3 separate regions of the Zea mays genome follow, and all the other regions are linked to region 1. Evidence: chromatin contacts called from public Hi-C data. All regions are on one chromosome and are shown on one strand. Each heading gives the region's core, a stretch centred on a gene start, on an enhancer-like site or on the middle of the called end of the contact. The rest is flanking DNA. Distances are from core to core; before and after follow the strand shown.

Region 1 (2,872 bases), core at 128-2,627:
TCTGTTATTTTAGCTTCGGCTTCTGCTAGTAAACCTTCAGTTGTTTGGAGTTCGAACTTTTTTTCTCAAAAGCAGTTGTTTGATCTTTTATTTTGTTTTCTAAGTTTTCAATTATAACCTCGTGCTTTTTGTCTTCTAAATCCTGTTGCATCCTCAAAGCTTTGCTCAATAGCATACTCTGTACACGAATGTTGGGGCGAAGGCAAAGACGCCACCCTTCGCTCGATGCCTTCGCCGTAATCGCTGGACCAACGGAGACAAGACAACGGGCAGGCTCACCCTTCGTCCCATACGTCACCGGACGAAGACCTGTGACAAGGTCGTCTCATCTTGCGACCTCGTCCAGCATGGAGGCCCACGTGTGATCCGGCCCATTGTAACAGGCCCTGCATGGCCGCTGCGCATTACGGGTCTAATTTGTAAAGGCATCTCTGTAATTACGGTCTGTAACCCCGCTTTATGGGAATATTCCGGGGATAACCTAGGTGTCTGAGGGCACATACGTCCTTAACACAGGACGCTGGGCACTCAGATACCTATAAATACCTCCACACAGTGCCCTTGAGAGGCTAGATTAACAGAGCTTTTGCCATCTCGTGCGAGAACCCTGTTTATATCACTACACACCCCCGTTGGATCCCCTTGCACGAGATAGCAAGTGATTTGGAGAGATCAATTGGAGAGGAAATCTCTGAGGGCTGATTTAAGGCTTGTTCGGTTCTACCCCAATCCATATGGATTGAGGGGGATTAAGGGGGTTTTAATCCCTAGTAAGTCAAAATCTTCTCCAATCCATATCAATCCCCTCCAATCCATATGGATTGAAAATAACCGAACAAGCCCTTAGTGGTAAGGGATCCCAAGGGGATTCATGGGAGAAAAATCCCCTTGCAATTCAATTTTGAATAACAAGGGGATTCCTCCCCATGGATCCCCTTGGGATCCCTTAGCATCAAATCAACCCTAAGGGTTTGTTCGGTTATTCCTATATCACATGGATTGAATATGATTAAAAAAATTAGTAGAGATTTTGACTTACTATGGATTGAAATTCATCCAATCCCCTTAAATCCAATGGATTAAGAGAAAACGAACATCACCTAATGTCTTGTTCGTTTCTGTCGGATTGCACCCGGAATCGTTCCAGCTAATCAAAGTTTATATAAATTAGAGAAGCAATCCGGTCAGGAATCGTTCCGACCCACCAATCCGACAGAAACGAACAAGGCCTAAAAGATTTCTTTTCTAATGGATCCCTTTAAATCTCGAGACACAAACCATCCCTTCAAGGATAAAAATGACATGAGTTCCCGTTTTGCTCCCGAGTTCTCTCTCACGTCCATCCCTCTCTCTCGTCTCGTTCTTTAGCAGGGCCGGCTGGAGCGCCCACTCCTCCCTCCAGCCCGGCCCCAGCCGCGCCGCCGCGCCGGTCGTAGACCCAACGCCCGCCGCCCAGCCCAGCGCGCCCTCCGGCCGTGAGGCGGAGAGGATCGGGCGGGCCTCGGGGCGAGCGCCACGCGTAGACGGCGGTTGAGGAGCCTGAGAAAACAACGGTCCTCCTTCAAGATCCTGGTGGGTCGCGCCCTGCGCCGCGAAATTCCCTGATGTCTATGCATGTTCATCTTAAAGATTCGATTTTGTTGACCCTTTTGATCCGACGCAGATCCCTACGCGCAGGCGTAGGAGATTGTATTCCGTCTGATTAATCGGCGGAGAGCAAGCGGGTGTTGCGGCTGCGCGAGCATGGCGGGCGAGGAGGCTGCGGAGGGCAGCGGAACCAGGAGGCACATGGATCTAAACCTGTATCTCGGCCTCCCTCCATTGCCGCGGCCTCCAGTCTGGCTGGACCCGACGTTGATGCCCAACTTGACCGGTGCTGCGCCAGAATCCTCAATAACTGGTGAGCCTGAGGAATCGTTGGCCCTGGGGGCGGCAGCCTATTCTCCGTCGAATGCACTTTCCACCCCGGAGGAGCACCCAATGCTTGATCCCATAGTTTATTCCTGGCTCGACGGCAACAGGACCGATGGTGAAGAGGACACTGATGCTCCTGAGCCGGGGCCAGTGGATGGTGCCAATGTCTCTAGGTCGCAGCTTGTGGTAGCTGCCACAGGATTGGAAGGGGATGATGATCTTCCTCTAGTAAGGTTTGTGCGCCCTAGCCAGATGGTTGTTGCTGGTGGAATGGAGACGGTGAACACAAGTATACTTCAGCAGTCCATTCAAAGGGCTGCTGCAATTGAGGCCAGGACTCCTGAACTCCGCTTTCAGAGGGTGATACAGATTAGCCAGCAGCATAGAATTGTGAGGCCAGCATCAGTGAACCGCAGTCAAGGGGCAGCTAGTACAGATGCGGATAGGCTTGTCTGGGCAATCCAGCGCACTCATAACTCTTTAGAAGCAACAAGGCGGCAAAAACTAGATGACAACAACTTGTGTGGAAACGGTTCTGCTAAGAAGGATGAGTCCTGTGACTGCAACTCCAGCTTTGAGTGCAATATCTGTCTTGACCCAGCTAAACAGCCTGTGGTTACACCCTGCGGTCACCTCTTCTGTTGGCCATGCTTGTACCAGTGGCTTCATGCACATTCACCCCACTCTGAGTGCCCTGTATGCAAGGGTGAGGTGCTAGAACTGAATGTCACTCCGATATATGGAAGAGGCGGTGAAGAAGGGAATTCCACCAACCCTGACTTCCCACCTAGGCCACGAGCAAACAGAAGGGAGAGCCTGAGGCAACAGCTGCAAATGACAGACACAAGAGGAATTGCAACAGTGGTGAGGCAGTTGATACAAAACCAGGGTATAATTAGCGTTCTCCCAAGCCCAACAGGGATCGAGATGTCGGTGGTTCCTGCAGGCCGGCAAAGGG
Region 2 (2,872 bases), core at 247-2,746, 700 kb after region 1:
AGGAGGAGGAAGTCTGATTCCTATATCCCGTATTTTGACCAAGCAGAGAGCCGAGGCTAGGGTCGGGGCTCGGATGCGTGCTCGAGCCCATCCTGTGGGCAAGATGTCTGAGTCATACTGGTTGAAATAACGACTAGTATGACGAAAAGTGCCTGGTAATCCGGCTCGTGTGTCATGTGAAATGGTTTAAAGCATACTTGACACCATCCTTATGGTTTCTGTAGCCAGCGGTTTTTGCGGGAGGATTGACGGCGTCGTATGTTCTTCTGTTGATGCTTGCTGGCCGAGGGCATACTCGGGCGAGATGGAGACTTCTCCTGAGACCGAGGTCGGGTCTGCACATGGGCACGTAGCCATGCTGGGAGTGGTCACAACAATAGTCGGAGTGGCCTCATGTGGGATTCGCGGGGAGTTGGTGGCATTTAATGTGCCACTGCCAGGACAGTTGGCCGAGACTGAGCTTGGGCGAGGCGGAGTTTCCTATCGAGGCCGACTTCGAGCGAGGTTGAGACTGTTTCTAGTCGTCGTATGTCTTATCCGGAGTTTTTGAAAATAGTGACCGGAGCGTGGGAACAATGCGCGGTATTCGCGACGTGCGTCATCGTGGGCGGTGAAAGTAGATTTGGCTGCAGTTTCGTCGTCCTTCGTTGATTGCAGCGTCATTGGCGGAGCAGGTATTTGTATCAGTCACATTTAATGTGCATGCTTTGTGGTCCTGAGATCTTTGGCCGAGGCCGGGCTCGAGGCTTATGATTCTCTGGTACTCAGGTGTGAGGTATGCTTTAGGGACATAATCTGGGTACCCCTAATTATGATATCCGACAACAAGTTTCTCCCCCATAAGAGAATAATTTTCACAATAAGAGGACATCTCTTTGATATCAAGAGGGTTTTGAATCAAAAGACAAGTTTAAATCTCAAAAATATTTTTAAAACTCAAATGGTGGTTGATCTAGTTGCTTTAGCCTCTAATTTTTCTCCCCCTTTGGTATTAAGCACCAAATAGAGAAACTAAGGTCTAACCCCGTTGCCTCACAAAAAAGCAAATCAAAGCAAGTAGCAATGAGAACCCAAGGGAATCTGAAACAAGGAACCTTGATGTCGTTTATGGAGTGGAAGCATCTTCCTTTGTCCAAATTCATATTTTCCCTTCTAATTCACCTTTGAGACTAAACATGATGAACTCAAGCAAATTATTAGTCTCAAAAGGGTCAAGTTGCAGCATATTCTCTCTCTAAAAATGTATATCATTAAGACTTGTGAAGTTTGGGAATGACATTATACAACTTGAACACAAAAATAAGCAAGAATATGAAAATAAAGAAAAAACAACATGATCAAAGTCATGGATCAACGAAACTCTGGTCAGAGGAAGACACGCTGCCACCACTGACAGGCACCTGTTGCCCCACCACCTTGTCAACAGGGGAGCTACCACACCCTGGCACCCACCGAGTGGCAGGGATGAAACCTCCACCGGACGGTAAACACTCATTTCTGTCAAGTCGTGAATGCCGATAATATTCTGAAATTTCAAATATTTTTAAATATATAAATGAAAAAGCTACCCTATTTCATGAGTTCATTGGGCCATCTACGTACTCTAAAGGCCCATAATTGTAATCCTCAGCTTGGCGATTCGTGCAAACCCGTCATCATCTCACGATCGAAATGCGGGAAGGCACCGAGGTCAACAAGGTCATTTAGCATACGCCCGTACATAATCCTGCTCTTCTCGCCAATCACAAAAACCCTAAGCGCCACCGGACAATTCGTTGCTCGCGATCCTCGCTTCGGTAACTCTCCGGCACTCCGCTCGATCTGTTCCTACTAGATGTGTTGTTCGTCTTCACCGTCAATCCACCTCCCCCTTACTCTGAGTCGCCTTTTGTTTGCAGGGATCCGGAAGAGATGGCCAAGTCGAAGAACCACACGGCGCACAACCAGTCGTACAAGGCGCACAAGAACGGCATCAAGAAGCCCAAGCGCCACCGGCAGACCTCCACCAAGGGGGTAAGATGATTTACTTGATGTCCCTCTTCCGTCGTCCCGTTCGGTTGATTGTGCAGATGCGTCAGAGTGGTCATTGGTTGATACCGGAATCATGTAGCTGCCGACTTCATTGGTTGTTCCGGATAGGTGAAATCTATCTTAGGTTGTGAAGTTAGTTCCTGGATGCGAAATTTTTGTATGGTCTGTTCTAGTCGCTGAACTTGGTTCCTACATGCTAATTGTTTTTGCCTGGTTTTCTAGTGCCGTACTAGTAGTGGCTCATGCTCGCGGTACTAGCAAATCCTGTTAGCTAGGATGAAAGATATCTAAGCCATTTGTGAAAGTCTCTTGCGGTAGTGTGGTAATGGGACGTCCTGGTTTTATAAACCTATTGTAACTAGTTATCAAAAGGATTTGGTGCATAGCCTTTTTTTTTATATCCAAGGCCACTTAATTTTCTCTCAAGTCTTGAAGGGTTGTGAGCTTGTCATTACCCTGCTGGAATTTGTTTCTACTTGTGATTTGAAAACACATTTAGTCCCCGTTTGCTGCTGCGGTGTGTATGAATTCTTGCAGCTGTTATTTTTCTTGTCTTTGTACAGATGATATTCATAATGTTTTTGTTCATGTTGGTCCAGTTGATCAGTCTATTATTTTACTAGAGTTACATGGAGTTTACATTGAAGTTGAACTTAATCTTAATATCAAGCGTTCTCCTGCTGAGGTTTAGGCTGTTGCTATGATGAGACGTAATACCTTCTGAGAGCAGATTACTGCTGTATGAACCTGGGAAATATTCTTTCATTATTTCCTCCTGAGCGGTTACCTGAGCAACTGCACAACTTTGATTCCTGTTGCGCTTCATTTAGGATGCTATTTG
Region 3 (2,872 bases), core at 108-2,607, 680 kb before region 1:
TTATAGTCTCAGTAATAGTTAGTAGTGGCAGTGATACTCACTACCTAGATTCAGTAATAGTTTTTGGTGGTATTCTGAACAATTATGTATCAAGTTTTATAGTTTTAATAATAGTTAATAGTGGCTGTAATACTCCCTACCTAGTCTCAGTAATAGCTAGCAGTAGTGATCTGAATAATTGTGTTTCAAGTTTTATAGTCTCAGTAATAGTTAGCCATGACAGTAACACTTGCTACCTAGTCTTATAAAATATTTCTACTGTGGTAGTAATACTCACTACTTACTCTCAGTAATAGTTAATATTATTCCAAATAATTATGCATTAAGTTTTTATAGTCTCAGTAATAGTTAGTAGTGGCAGTAATACTCACTACCTACTCTCAGTAATAGTTAGTAGTGGTGCTCTGACTAATTATATATCTAGTTTTATAGTCTCAATAATAGTTAGCAGTGTAGTAATACTTACTACCTAGTCTTAGTAATATTTTAGTAGTGACAGTAATACTCACTACCTACTCTCAATATTAGTTAGTAGTGGTATTTTGAACAGCTATGCATCAAGTTTCATAGTATGAGTAATAGTCAGTAGTGGCAGTAATTGTATTTTTTCAGTTTTTCACGATTGCTTTTTTCATAGTGTGTTTTTATACAAGCTTTTCTTATATTGTTTATTTCGTGCAAATTAATAGTTTAGGGATGTTGAGAAGACAATATACTCTACCAGCCGTGATCCTGGGCTTATTGATGTTAGGGCACCACAACCTGCTATTGTATGTGTTGCGCGTGGTGTTTTGACCAGATTTATTAGAGGAACTCGTGGTAAAATTTGTCGAAAGGCTGCTACAAATAGGGGCATGAGACCAACAACGACTACAGATAGAAGGCAACCGTCTAGATTATCTGATACAGACCGAGCCAAAAATACCACTCACCTAGGTCGGAGGCACAAACGCCACCTCCACAAGAAGTAGATCAGTCGCCACCCCCAGAAGGTTGCGAACCACTGAAGGATGCACAAACCTCCAGCAATATGACAGTGCTCCTGCATCACTAGAGGAGGAAGCTCAAACGGAACAGGCTACCACAGGTGAACCTATTGAATTTGTTGTAGCAGAGCCACTACCAGAACACGTCGTACAGACAGGAGGAGGCATTGATGTCCAACAACATGAAAGTGTATAGGCACCAACAAAGGAGGGACCTCCCATGGATCAGGGTACCATAGATGTTTTTGTTGAGTTGACTGAACCCGCCATGAATCGAGAGACCGATGGTAGTGCACAATGATTGGTGCAAGTAGAGAAGGCACCAGCATAAGTGGGCACACTAGATGCCTACTCAGCTGGAGCACACACACCTCATGCAGAGGTAGGACAAACAGATGTTGCTCAATCACCAGCAGACTTAGGGCACGTAACAGATACAAAGGAGCAAGAAACAAATGGGTGTCAGACAACAACAGAGGTAATAGTCACTCAGTAATAGTCAGAAATAACATGGTAATAGTTACTAAGTAGATGATATGGATCATCAGTAATAGTCATTCAGTAATATTGCACTCACCACATCTAAATAGAAACTTTATATAGAGAGAGGGGATATTGGGAGCCCTAGGCTTCCAATAGGTATCAAGAAGCCCGGGTCAGCCAGTCTCCCGTACCAGGCCGACCGCCCATGCCACCCTCCTTATGCTAGCCCGACCGCCCGTGCCCCCACGTCCATGATAGGTGTGGTCTCGACGTCACCCACGCGCACGATCTGGACGTGCATGCACGCAATTAGTGGGTGTTTTTTACGTAGGTTGCAACTGACTGCATGCGTGGGATTTATAAGGAATTATGTCCTCCGGTCCAACACCCACCCCCGCGTGGGACGCACGACAAAAATTGTGTTATGTTTTTTGCCCAAATAGTGTAAATAGTTCACAAAAATATCGTAAATATTTCATAGAGATAGCATAAATCCCCGCCCAGCCACTGAACCACGTCCACGCGCGCAGATGCATACATGCAAATCCTATTTTTATGGTAGATCCGATAATTATGGGAGCTTGTGGGAGTTTCCATTGCATGTGCGCAAATTTTGGATGACATTTTCGTTTCCACTGCATTCGCGCAAAAATTGGATGGCTCCATAAATATATGATCGCTTCTACAGCTATGCAGCTAAGCTCATTAGAACTAGTTTATGACATATACTTATACTAATTATGCTACATGGTGTATGTATATATGCAATTCGGTACACTGGGTAAAAATTTCTTTCCTGCTGCATGCACATAAATTTAGGATGGCCGAATTGTGCGATGAAAGAAAATAGATTGTCATGCATGGAAAAAGGATCTTATTTAAATGCTTTATTTTCTTCATAAATATAGGATCGCTTAAACAAGCATGCAATTAGGTTCGTTAGAACCAGTTTATTATATATATATTAATACTATTTATGCTACACGGTGTAGATATTTAAGCAATGTGGTACACTACGTAAAAATCTGGCATATGGTTCACTGTTGGACGCATCTCCATCTTCGAGCGTAAAACCTTCAATTTTAAGCGTAAAAACGTGAAGTTATGAGCGTAAAATACTGATCCAACCTGAAAGTTGTTGCAAACCTCTTGATGTTGGCATAGATATGAATACAAACTGACATAAAAATATGTATGCGATTGTATGTCGTCCCTCCATCAGGAACATGCATTCTGGCGGGTCCCCACCAAATGCATGCTTGCGGGCCTATTTTTGGCATATCTAAACAATATGACAACAACTTGACACATGCATGAAGTTCTTATTTTTATGCAGATTTGAAAGTTATGGCAGGTGGGAGTTCTCATTGCACGCGCACAAATTTTGAATGGTATTTTCGTTC

Evidence for each region. Hi-C and Micro-C count contacts between places; a contact is called where the count stands out from the background.
Region 2: a contact with region 1 is called in a Hi-C map of ear, with 7 times the contacts expected there. The contact joins the promoter of LOC100282295 here to the promoter of LOC100191719 in region 1. A contact is called at or near these places in 2 of 25 Hi-C or Micro-C datasets (bundle sheath and ear).
Region 3: a contact with region 1 is called in a Hi-C map of ear, with 5 times the contacts expected there. The contact joins the enhancer-like site here to the promoter of LOC100191719 in region 1. A contact is called at or near these places in 2 of 25 Hi-C or Micro-C datasets (ear and tassel).

What each region holds. Positions count from the first base shown.
Region 1 is chr8:36,787,508-36,790,379 of Zm-B73-REFERENCE-NAM-5.0, forward strand. It overlaps LOC100191719 (putative RING/U-box superfamily protein), which reads left to right and starts at 1,378. Exons shown (of 1, transcript NM_001137148.1): 1 at 1,378-2,872. The coding sequence starts at 1,744.
Region 2 is chr8:37,488,296-37,491,167 of Zm-B73-REFERENCE-NAM-5.0, forward strand. It overlaps LOC100282295, which reads left to right and starts at 1,497. Exons shown (of 3, transcript NM_001368947.1): 1 at 1,497-1,796; 2 at 1,899-2,013. The coding sequence starts at 1,556. It overlaps LOC111590055 (small nucleolar RNA snoR128), which reads left to right and starts at 2,727; the gene lies at 2,727-2,826. It also overlaps a transcript of LOC100194015 not described here.
Region 3 is chr8:36,106,159-36,109,030 of Zm-B73-REFERENCE-NAM-5.0, forward strand. No RefSeq gene overlaps it. Among protein-coding and RNA genes, the nearest start is that of LOC100285091, 150 kb to the left of the region's middle. Within about 2 kb of position 1,358, at least 2 of the 20 cell types and tissues checked have an H3K27ac peak or open chromatin away from gene starts, as enhancers often do. A contact at or near this core is called in ear, where this site is marked.